Linked DNA regions of Hordeum vulgare: region 2 is linked to region 1. A link is a contact called in public Hi-C data. All regions are on one chromosome and are shown on one strand. The core of a region is the stretch at or near the end of the contact, and the rest is flanking DNA. Distances in the headings are between cores, read along the strand shown.

Region 1 (4,830 bases), core at 1,067-3,566:
ATTTTTCTACGCGTAGAACAACCAAGAACATGCTACGGAGATGGATCACAAATCGCTACAACTAGGCGCGCAGTGCCGTGTAGTGGAAGTAGAGTTGGGACAACGCGTCTACGTGGTCCATCTCCTCCTCTTTCGATCTCCCTCGAAGAGCCGATTGCCGGATCGTCTCCCACGAACAGCCGGTCGTCGGATCCCACGTATAGGTTCACTGGAGCGGTGCAAGTGCACCGCCTCTAACGGTATCCGTGCATGCAGGAGGAACATTGTGCGGCGGACTGCTAGGTCCGAGCACACGGTCGGAGGCGGGTGGAGGTGGCTAGTTGCAACAGATGCAAAGCCCTAATGACGTCGTTAAAGTGATCAGCTAATTAAGTGTGCCACGCTTCTACTATATATAGGCATCCGGCGCGAGTTCAACTGTTGGGCCTCACACGGATCTTAAGGCCCATGTCTTTACTTAAGTGCGCGACCCCTTAGGTTCCCGTTCACTTGGTCGCGATTGAGATCACATCCGACTTGGCTAGTCGGTAGCGGCCTCTAGCATAGTGTGCCGACTCCAAGTGTTTGATGAGATGGTTAGGTGAACCTGTACTTCATACTTACGTTCCCTTTGCCACCCGATGTATGTTTTCGTGCACAAGGCGACATGATCATCCTTGTTGCAGCACGACCTCTTTCTCGTTCTGGTGAATCCGACCAACATTCGAATTATCTCATAATCCTCTATCGCATGGTCATGCTTATCCAGGTCAGATCACACGAGGGACCGAGAGTATATCTCTCCTGATCGGAGGGTCAAATCCCATCTTGATCGACCATGTATCCCCACATGGGTCATGACAAGTCCGAAACCTATCTTTGTAACTACCGAGTCAAGGAGTAGCGTTTGGTCGGCCCAAAGCAAGTCTGTCACCATCCCGAGTACATGCGCCAGCTCAGGTCTTAGAACATAGAACATATGTTGTACTAGAGACTCACAAATGACCTATCGCCGTGTCTCATAGTTGGGTCTGTCCAACTCATACCTTATCTCGACTCGGATCCGACTACGTCGAATGCGACCAGATCTTTCTGAGTCCATATTATCCGGCTAGCATCCAATGCTACATGGTTAGTGAGACCGAACTATGTGCCATGCCATATGTTAATGTGAATGGTTGCGCGTCCACACAATCCTTTCGATTAGGGACCATTTAGGACAATCATCATACAATGCATAGTCTCACATACAAGTCACGTGCTTGTTGATATACATCATTGACAATGTCCAAGGACTATATTTATTCATAAACATATAAGAAATATCATCATACATGATTGCCTCTGAGGCATATCTCTAACATAACCTCTACGCTCCTAACCAAAAATCCCTAATTCCCGAAACCAGTGGTAGCCCACAACAACCAAACCGCCACTCGTCCTATGTCCAGGGTGACTAATTTCTCTACGTTTTTATGATGGAAATGCTATATATTGTACCCACCGGATATCCATCAGATATACCCAATGGTAGTGCTGACGCCAGGACTAGGCCGGGTTCCGGGCAATCCCCTTACTAAAGAATAGGTACAATACCACATCGCGCACAACTTGCTACAATGAACGAAGGAAGGTAGCCTCGTGGCCCAAGCGGCGGTAGGGGCATGAGCGTCAATTTGTGTCCACGGGTATTAAAGTGGGTTGATAAGAAGATATCTTTGGATATGGATATCCATTGCCATAAACTCGTCCTACAGCTGGATCCAACCGCCGGCTCGAAAGAGTTAATTCCCTCTTTCCTTACCTGCATGATGTCCTCATTTTCCGTGATTGAAATTCGACTACCATTTTCATCGATAGTATATTAAATATATGCCAGTACACCGCTCGTCACTATTTTTTTCATACAGCGTGTCACTACATTTTACAATGAATAGAAATGCATAATTTTTATGACAAAACAGACACAGTTTTTCCTTTTGAGAGAGGAAGACTTGCAAGTCAAATTGATGGACAAAATTGAACCTCTCGCAATACGGATGAGTGTGAATGTAAATACGACGGAGGTTGCACCAGTTACTTCACACACACACACACAAAGAGTTGCACCGGTTGGTTAAGAGTTAAAACGTGACAAAAAAAGATGAATTTATATGGTGCCGTCCCCGTTCAGCCGCTCCACTGGCAGGGTGGAGCCAGAATTGAATGCACCGCCAGGCCGTCTCTCCCGGTCGTCACTTGATTGCCTGCCGTAAAAAAAAAAAAAAAAAAAAAAAGGAGCCAAACCCCCGTCGTCACCGGATTTAAACCCCCACGACGCTGACCTGACCAGACCTGTGCTCCTCCGCCTCCCTCCGTTGCGTATCCATCCCTTGCACGTTTCCCTCCCTCCCCTCTCCTCCCCTCCCCTCCCTCCCGCGGGTCAAACCGAGGCCAAAGGACGGGGAGAGAAGAAGCCGCACCCAAACGCTCCACCTCCACCTCCACCTCCAGTCCCTAATGCCGTGCCGCCTCCCCTCCAGTTTCCACCGAAGCCGCATAGCGGCGGTATAAGAGAGGCAGGCCCGGGCGGAGCGGAGAGAGCTGTGTTGGTTCGGGTTTGGGAACTGGGAATTGGGATCGCGGCGCGCGGCGGGCGATGGAGGGCGCGTGGAGGAAGGCCAAGAGGGCGCTGGCCCTCCGTCTCTGCGTGCAGGTGCCCGCGGACGGCGACGGCGAAGACCCGAGTCCGAGGCCGGCGGCGTCGGGCGCGGGCGCGGGCGGATGCCGCGGCGAGGCGGCCGTGACGGTGGGGTCGCCGCCCGACGAGCCGGTGGCTGGCGCCGGCGCCGCGTTCCGGAGGTCCAAGTCCGGGAGCAGGTCCTCCTCCAAGGTGAGCTACCATTTTCCGTTACTACTACTGTACCATTTCCGGAAGATAATACCAGTACTACTACCCTGTGTTTCTAACGCAAAAAACATAAATAAAGAAATAAATACAGTATCTGTTCTTCTGATTCGATCTTGGAATAGCGACTTTGTTTCTGAGTGCAGCCATTCTCCTCGTGATCCGCCGTCGCTGCTTCGTTTCGTGCGCCCCTTCCGAATCAGTTCATACATGTGCAGTCATGTTTCCAACTCTGCAGTACGTACTAGTATTGCTGTGGCTTTGGACCGCTCACTTCTTTCCCTCGGCAGCACATAGCAAACTTCCAATTCCTCTGTCAGTTGTGCTAGCCGTGATCTGCTCAGCACCATTATCTTCTAAGCTGATCCATATTTGACTTTGCATCGGATATAATTGCCGTGTAACGTGGACCACTTTCCTATTGCGTCCCACCATTAATGAATTCCACTTGCCCCTCCCCTGAAAAGGACCGGGGAAAGCTTGCTTCCTTTGCTCATCACCTGCCCGTGGTGGCGCCGTCACGTGAAGCAAATCCCCAACTCTTTCCTCCTACCACCAGCTTTCTGTCTTTATGGCAGACGCTTCCAACTTGGCACCAGCTATGCAAATTGATGCAATTGTTTCTTCTTTATGCTAGCATCATTTTTTTGTGGTGAATGGGCCTTGGCTGCCAACTGCATCTGCAACTGCATGCATGGTTTGACCATGCGTATATCATAATTCAACAAGCAGCCTCACGAGGATTGCGCCTCTTTACTTGACATTTTGTTGTGCGCTTTTCCGTGTAGAAGTTGAACTTTTGTAGAACAGGAATTGAATTACTTCGGATGCGTGTAATCACAAATTTGTGCTTGTGTGTGTGTTCCTTTTCTTTTCCTTTCTAATTTGGACCGGAGCACAGCCTGCACCTAGGTTTGTTTGCTTCTTTTGTTAGGTATCACATTCTTGTTGGTTATGTCCTGAGTTTGGTGAGTTTACTTTGCATGCAAAGTTGGTCTTTACCATTTGCAAAACCATTGAACTTAAATATGTAGGGTTGAAACTTATGGTGGTGATAATATATACAAGATGCACGGTCAATTGCTTCATTATAACAACATGTGGGGATAACATCAGATTCTTTTCTTTGCTTTGAGAATTGGTGGTAGGCGGCTGGGCCCTGTTCAAAGGGTTTACTTGGTTTGTAATTTGGTTCAGGCAAATTGAAATAGTTAACCACGTTATGTTTGTAAAAGTTGATGCGGACATTTACCTCCTTCATGTTTGATACAAACAGTTTCACTTTCTTGGTAAAATATCTTGGTTTGTCAAATTCATGAAACCGTTAACCTCTTTATCTTTGTATAATAGTTAGCACAGCCAATTAAATCTTCTTGATGATGACGGGCCAAACATAAACAAAGTGAAACTGACGTTGGTTTACCCTATTTTTATAGTGGAGTTTGATTTGTGGTTTGACAGATTCGTGCCATTCTCTTCTCTCTTTTACTTGTATGTAAGGTGGTAACAGACCCAGATACAGAAAAAAATGACTTTTCGTATCTGCAAGTCCATATTTATTTCCCCATAATAATATGCGTAGGGGCAGTGGTGCATTCGTGCACATGTTATGCAATGCGGGGGGAAACTGCATAAACTAACTTGAATGTAGGCTAGTGTTGTCAGGGTCAAAATGGAACTGAATGTATGTCCGTTTCAAGCAAAAATGTAAATGGCGAGCATTTTCCGGAAACAGAAACAGAAAAGTTCAGAGTGGAAGCGAAAACTCTGCCCCAGAAAAGATACATAGTCTGAATAGCTGTTTCTGCTGGAAACAGAAACAGTGCCGGAATTTCTGTTTATGTAACTGTGTGTCTAGCTCATACTCATCAAGCCAAAAGACCATCCACAATAACCCTAAATTCTTTTCCTTTCTAGCTCCCGATCTCTTCTCTTAGAACACAATGCTACCCTCTAGACTCGCA
Region 2 (4,829 bases), core at 851-3,350, 220 kb before region 1:
ATGTTATCACTGTCCTATTTTCTGGGTCAATACAGAGAGTTACCATCACAAAGTGTTTCAAGATACAACCCAGCATTTCCCATTCGTTTGTGTGGGGTGACAAGGTTTGCATCCCAAGCCTCAACCTATTGAAAAAAATGGCACCAGATGCAAAAAAGAAACACACAAATATTATCTGTGGTGATACCAGAATATAATGAAGTAGGTGATTAGAAGGAAAATTACAAGATGCACACAATTGGTTGATATGACTATGTTACTTGCTAAAATGTAATGTATAGTTTGCTCATCTACTTGTTGATTAAAGAAAAGAAATTTTGAATTTGCACCATGTACTCCAGTCATCTGATACCGCTGATTCTGAGTTAATCCCACAACAGAGAGCTGATGTGTATTTAAGTTTGTTATTAACTTAGCAATCATAGAAACCTCACTGGTTCACTCTAAAGAACCAGATACGGGATTATCATAGACCTGAATAGTATTCACTGACTTCCAAGATGCAGAACTATACAACAACAGATATATTGTCTAGTACACAGCTTAAAGTGAGTCCAATATCACTATGAGCTCACATTACTTCTTCATACCTGGAGTAGATTTTCCAGAGATGTCCTAATGTTAAATGTGAAATCTTGATTCCAGGTTGGCTCCTTCGTCCTACATTAATCAACTGCTGCAATCAGAGACTCCAGAGACGATGGAAAAAATAGCGATCTCCAGTGTATCAAATATTTTATCAAGAAACCAACCCCACTAGGCATGATATATATCACATACATTATTTTTTTATAATATAAACTATAAAGAGGAAATTTCCAACTCAAAAAGAAAGAGGAAATTTCTGTCCAAGGAAAAGGAAAGAGTTACTCACGCCCATTTAATTTGGCTCTTTGCAGTTTGACCATTAAGTTGCAGAACAACATAAGGATCGCTTGTACCCTGCAATGGAAGGAGAAGGAAGTTGGTGATGAAATGGAAGAAAATAGTTTTATGTAGTGGTAGTTAAAATGTGTAAACTACTGCCTCATTCAGTAAATGTGGGAGCGAGCTCTCAAACTTCTTGCGCCACTTCATGAAAACCTAGAATAGTATCTATAGGTCTTTCCAGATATCTTATCTTAGATAACTAGATTCAGCAACTGGCAGTATATTTTTTTACTATACCCATCAATTATTCAATATTCTCTGCAACGAAATAGCTGAAGCGCCATGGACAAATAACATATGCAGCATATAGTAGTGAAAAAACAAACAGTAACGACTCACTAGCATGTTCATCAGCATACCCATGGATCCATTGCAGGAAGATTGTTGCCTTTCTTCAGCCTCACAACTAGTTGCCCATCATATACTTCACGGAGAAACACACTGCAATCCGCCGTACCATTCACAACATTCAGAATGACGACAGCTTTCAGAATCGCATTGCATGCCCTAGTTGGTCAGAACCAGAAAATACTTGCAGTGCAATTTACAAACATGATGACCGGATCCGGTGTCCGAGGGGGAAGGACGGGACACGGCCACCACTTACTCGGATAGGAACACCGTCTGACACTCAGCCGCGTCGGTCTCGCGCCAGCCCGCGTCTGCCTGCCAGACAAGGACGAACAGAAACGCTTGCCTCCATCAGTTCACGGGAGCACACGCAGGATTAGCGCGGTTGAAGGACGATGAGTGGGAAGGGGCGGGGGGGACAGGGGGCTCACGGGTGGGGTGCTGTAGGCTTCGAACGCGAAGCCGGCGAGCACGACGGCGAGGTTGAGGTCGAACTGCGGGTGCGGCTGCTCCTCGTCCCCGACCGACCCGTCGTCCGCGGGGCTCCCCGGGCCGGGCTTCACGGCGGAGGGCTGCCCGCCCGCGCACCTCGCCTTCAGCCCCGCCGCCGGCCTCCGCCGCCGACCCCTCCTCGCGCCCCAGCACCTCACGGCCCGGTGGCTCGCCGGCGACGAGCGCCCCGAGACGGACGCGATGGGGCACACGCTCGCGGGGGCCGCGGAAGCCATGGAATGGATGGAGGAAGTGGGTCTCAGTTGGGCTTCAGGTTGAAAATGAAGGAAGACAGGAGGCGCTTCTAGCGGAGTGCGCGCGCGCGCTAGTTCAGTCAGAGTGGTGATAAAGAGGTGGGGAGAAAAGCGCGCCACGTCTGTCCTGCACCGCTCGGTGCCTGCTCGCTGGGCCCCAGGATTTCCCAGCTTGTGTGCTGTGCTGTGTGTGTGATCTGTCGTGCTCGCGAAGTCGGCAGGGCGCACGATTCTCCTGGAGAAACGAGAAAATACTGGGAAACGCTTTGTATCTATAGTCTGATGGTATAAGGCTGGGGTTTAACATTTGAATGATGGAAATAGAAAAACCAGGCGGCCGGAATTTCTTTCCTAATCGTTTGTTTCCAATCAGGCCTGTAACCCCGAGCTCAATCCAGCTTGCTCGTCTCGTCAGATCCCCTTTCTGCTCCGCCCCGCCATTCCTCGTTCTTCCCTCATCGTCGACCAGCTGGTCGGCTCCGCCCCCACCACCAGACCCGCTCCTCCTTCTCTTCTCGTCGTCGGACAGCCCGGACACCCCATCCTACGCTCCACCGATGCTTTTCCCAGGCGAGATCGGTGGTGCGCCGGCATCCTGGCAATAGAGATTTGAACCCTCCCTCCTCAACGACGATTCATGGATTAGAAGTTACAAATCAGCTGCCGAAGTAGCATCCGACAGGCCAGAGAACCGGTAGTGGATTGCAACCCTCCCCACCCCACCCCACATTCAACGCGCCCATGTCGAAATCGAGATATTGCACTTCTTCCATCGCTCGAGGTCCACCTCGCCAGAGTGCCAACAAAATAGCCATCACGACTCGGCTACCACATCATTCACCCATCCCATCTCCCCATCTGACCAAGGGTTTGATTCATCTCTCTTGATACTATACAGTTCATGCATTGCTTGTTAATTTTGGCCTAATTGTTTTATGAAATTTTGTGTGGTCTCTTTGTGTATACTTTGGTTTCTTCGATATATGTGGGCATGAAATTGGGATGTGCATTCCATATTTACTACTCCCTCCGTCCCGAAATAACTGTCTCAACATTGTACTAGCTCTAGTACAAAATTGTACTGAGGTCAAGACACTTATTTTGGGACGGAGGGAGTATATCATCCATAATTTTCTATAAAAATAGTATGTACATCGTATAAATAACAACACTAGTTTTTGTCCCATTTTCGAATTTTCCTGATTCCAAGTAACACTACTAACGTATCCAGTGCCATTTATTGGATTCTACAATGTTATATTATTATTCCGTTCGGCTAGATAAAATCTTTCATGGAGGAACATCAAATTCGTTTGTGTGATCTCTTTGTGTGGATACTTTAGTTTATTACTCTTTGGCTGGGGCTGTGAAATTGTGACCTATATCCTGTAGTCCGTAGTCCGTCACTATATCATCAACAATTTTCTATGAAATTAGTATGTATGACATCATACAAATATTCCTCCCCGGTTGGTGTCGACACTAAAAGAAAAATCACCATCAGTTTTCATGGTTTTGGGTGGCACTACTTATGTACCCAGTGTTATTTTTCCGTGATTCTACAATGTAATAATATTGCTTTGTTTAGCTAGATAATTGCTCAGAAATGGATGAAGAGCAAATCCGTTAAATATATATGTCGGTGTCGACACTAAAAGAAAAATCACCATCAGTTTTCATGGTTTTGGGTGGCACTACTTATGTACCCAGTGTTATTTTTCCGTGATTCTACAATGTAATAATATTGCTTTGTTTAGCTAGATAATTGCTCACAAATGAATGAAGAGCAAATCCGTTAAATATATATGTCGACGACACAAAAAAGGATCCCCGTGTCGGCCGTGAGCATATTGTCTCATTACCAACGTTTCATTCTATGCTTCCAACCAGGATGGGTAATGTTGGGTTACCATATTTTCATGCTTCCTACATTTTCCCTTATTGTGTTTCACAAATAAGTTTCTTAATTCTATTGCCTTGCTTCCATACAACTGTTTTTAGCAACCATCTTCATGTCTCTTTTCATTCGCTCTATGACCGTATCTTCATATTTGATAACATATTGCATTTCTTACATTTTGAGTGGACATGCGACAATAAATCAGGCTGAAGCAGATGGTATGCTCAAGGGTACGCACATCACCTCCATTGTCGCCATCCACCGCACCGCTCATGTTCCTCCAACAACACCGCCCCTGATTTGATTCTCCGTGTCATGCTTTAAACCCACCTGCACTAGCCCCACTCTTCGATGTTTCCATTTCCAATGTTCTATGCATCCTCCTAAAACCAGTCATACTGAGATATCATATTTTCTTGTTTCCTGCATATGGGTCTCCTATATCACACTTTGTGTGCTTTTTTGGTTTGTGGATTGCTTCCATACTCCATGTCTTACTTTAGAAATTTTGTTCTTGCATTGGTATCACCATTGAAACATGCCATGCTCTCATACTATAGTACATATATTTCTTGGTATAGGTCATTTTCTTCCAATTTTTTTATTTAAAATGCTCTAATTTAGTCGCATAATTTTAATGTAAATTTTATCTTCTTCATTACTAATGTGCATATAGTACCAATGTTTGCTTCCTACCTTTGATACTCATGCATCATGCCTAACTGATAAATGCCTCAAGCAGTTGTGTGCTGGCCTCGCGGCCGATAGGTGTTGAAAAGGCAGGTATATATGACGGTGAAGCATTGAAAAGCATGGAGATACATGGATATACCTCATAATGAACACGACCACACACTCGATGAAGGGAAGCAGGTCTCTATTCTTTAAGAAACATACAATAT

The links. A called contact is a pair of places that touch in the nucleus more often than the background predicts.
Region 2: a contact with region 1 is called in a Hi-C map of leaf, with 3 times the contacts expected there. The contact joins the promoter of LOC123427213 here to the promoter of LOC123427210 in region 1. A contact is called at or near these places in 2 of 6 Hi-C or Micro-C datasets (both in leaf).

What each region holds. Positions count from the first base shown.
Region 1 is chr2H:554,540,056-554,544,885 of MorexV3_pseudomolecules_assembly, reverse strand. LOC123427210 (E3 ubiquitin-protein ligase WAV3-like) reads left to right here and starts at 2,316. Exons shown (of 2, transcript XM_045111202.1): 1 at 2,316-2,851. The coding sequence starts at 2,618.
Region 2 is chr2H:554,762,318-554,767,146 of MorexV3_pseudomolecules_assembly, reverse strand. It overlaps LOC123427213, which reads right to left and starts at 2,100. Exons shown (of 19, transcript XM_045111205.1): 1 at 1,713-2,100; 2 at 1,538-1,596; 3 at 1,290-1,371; 4 at 875-942; 5 at 591-660; 6 at 44-125. The coding sequence starts at 2,009.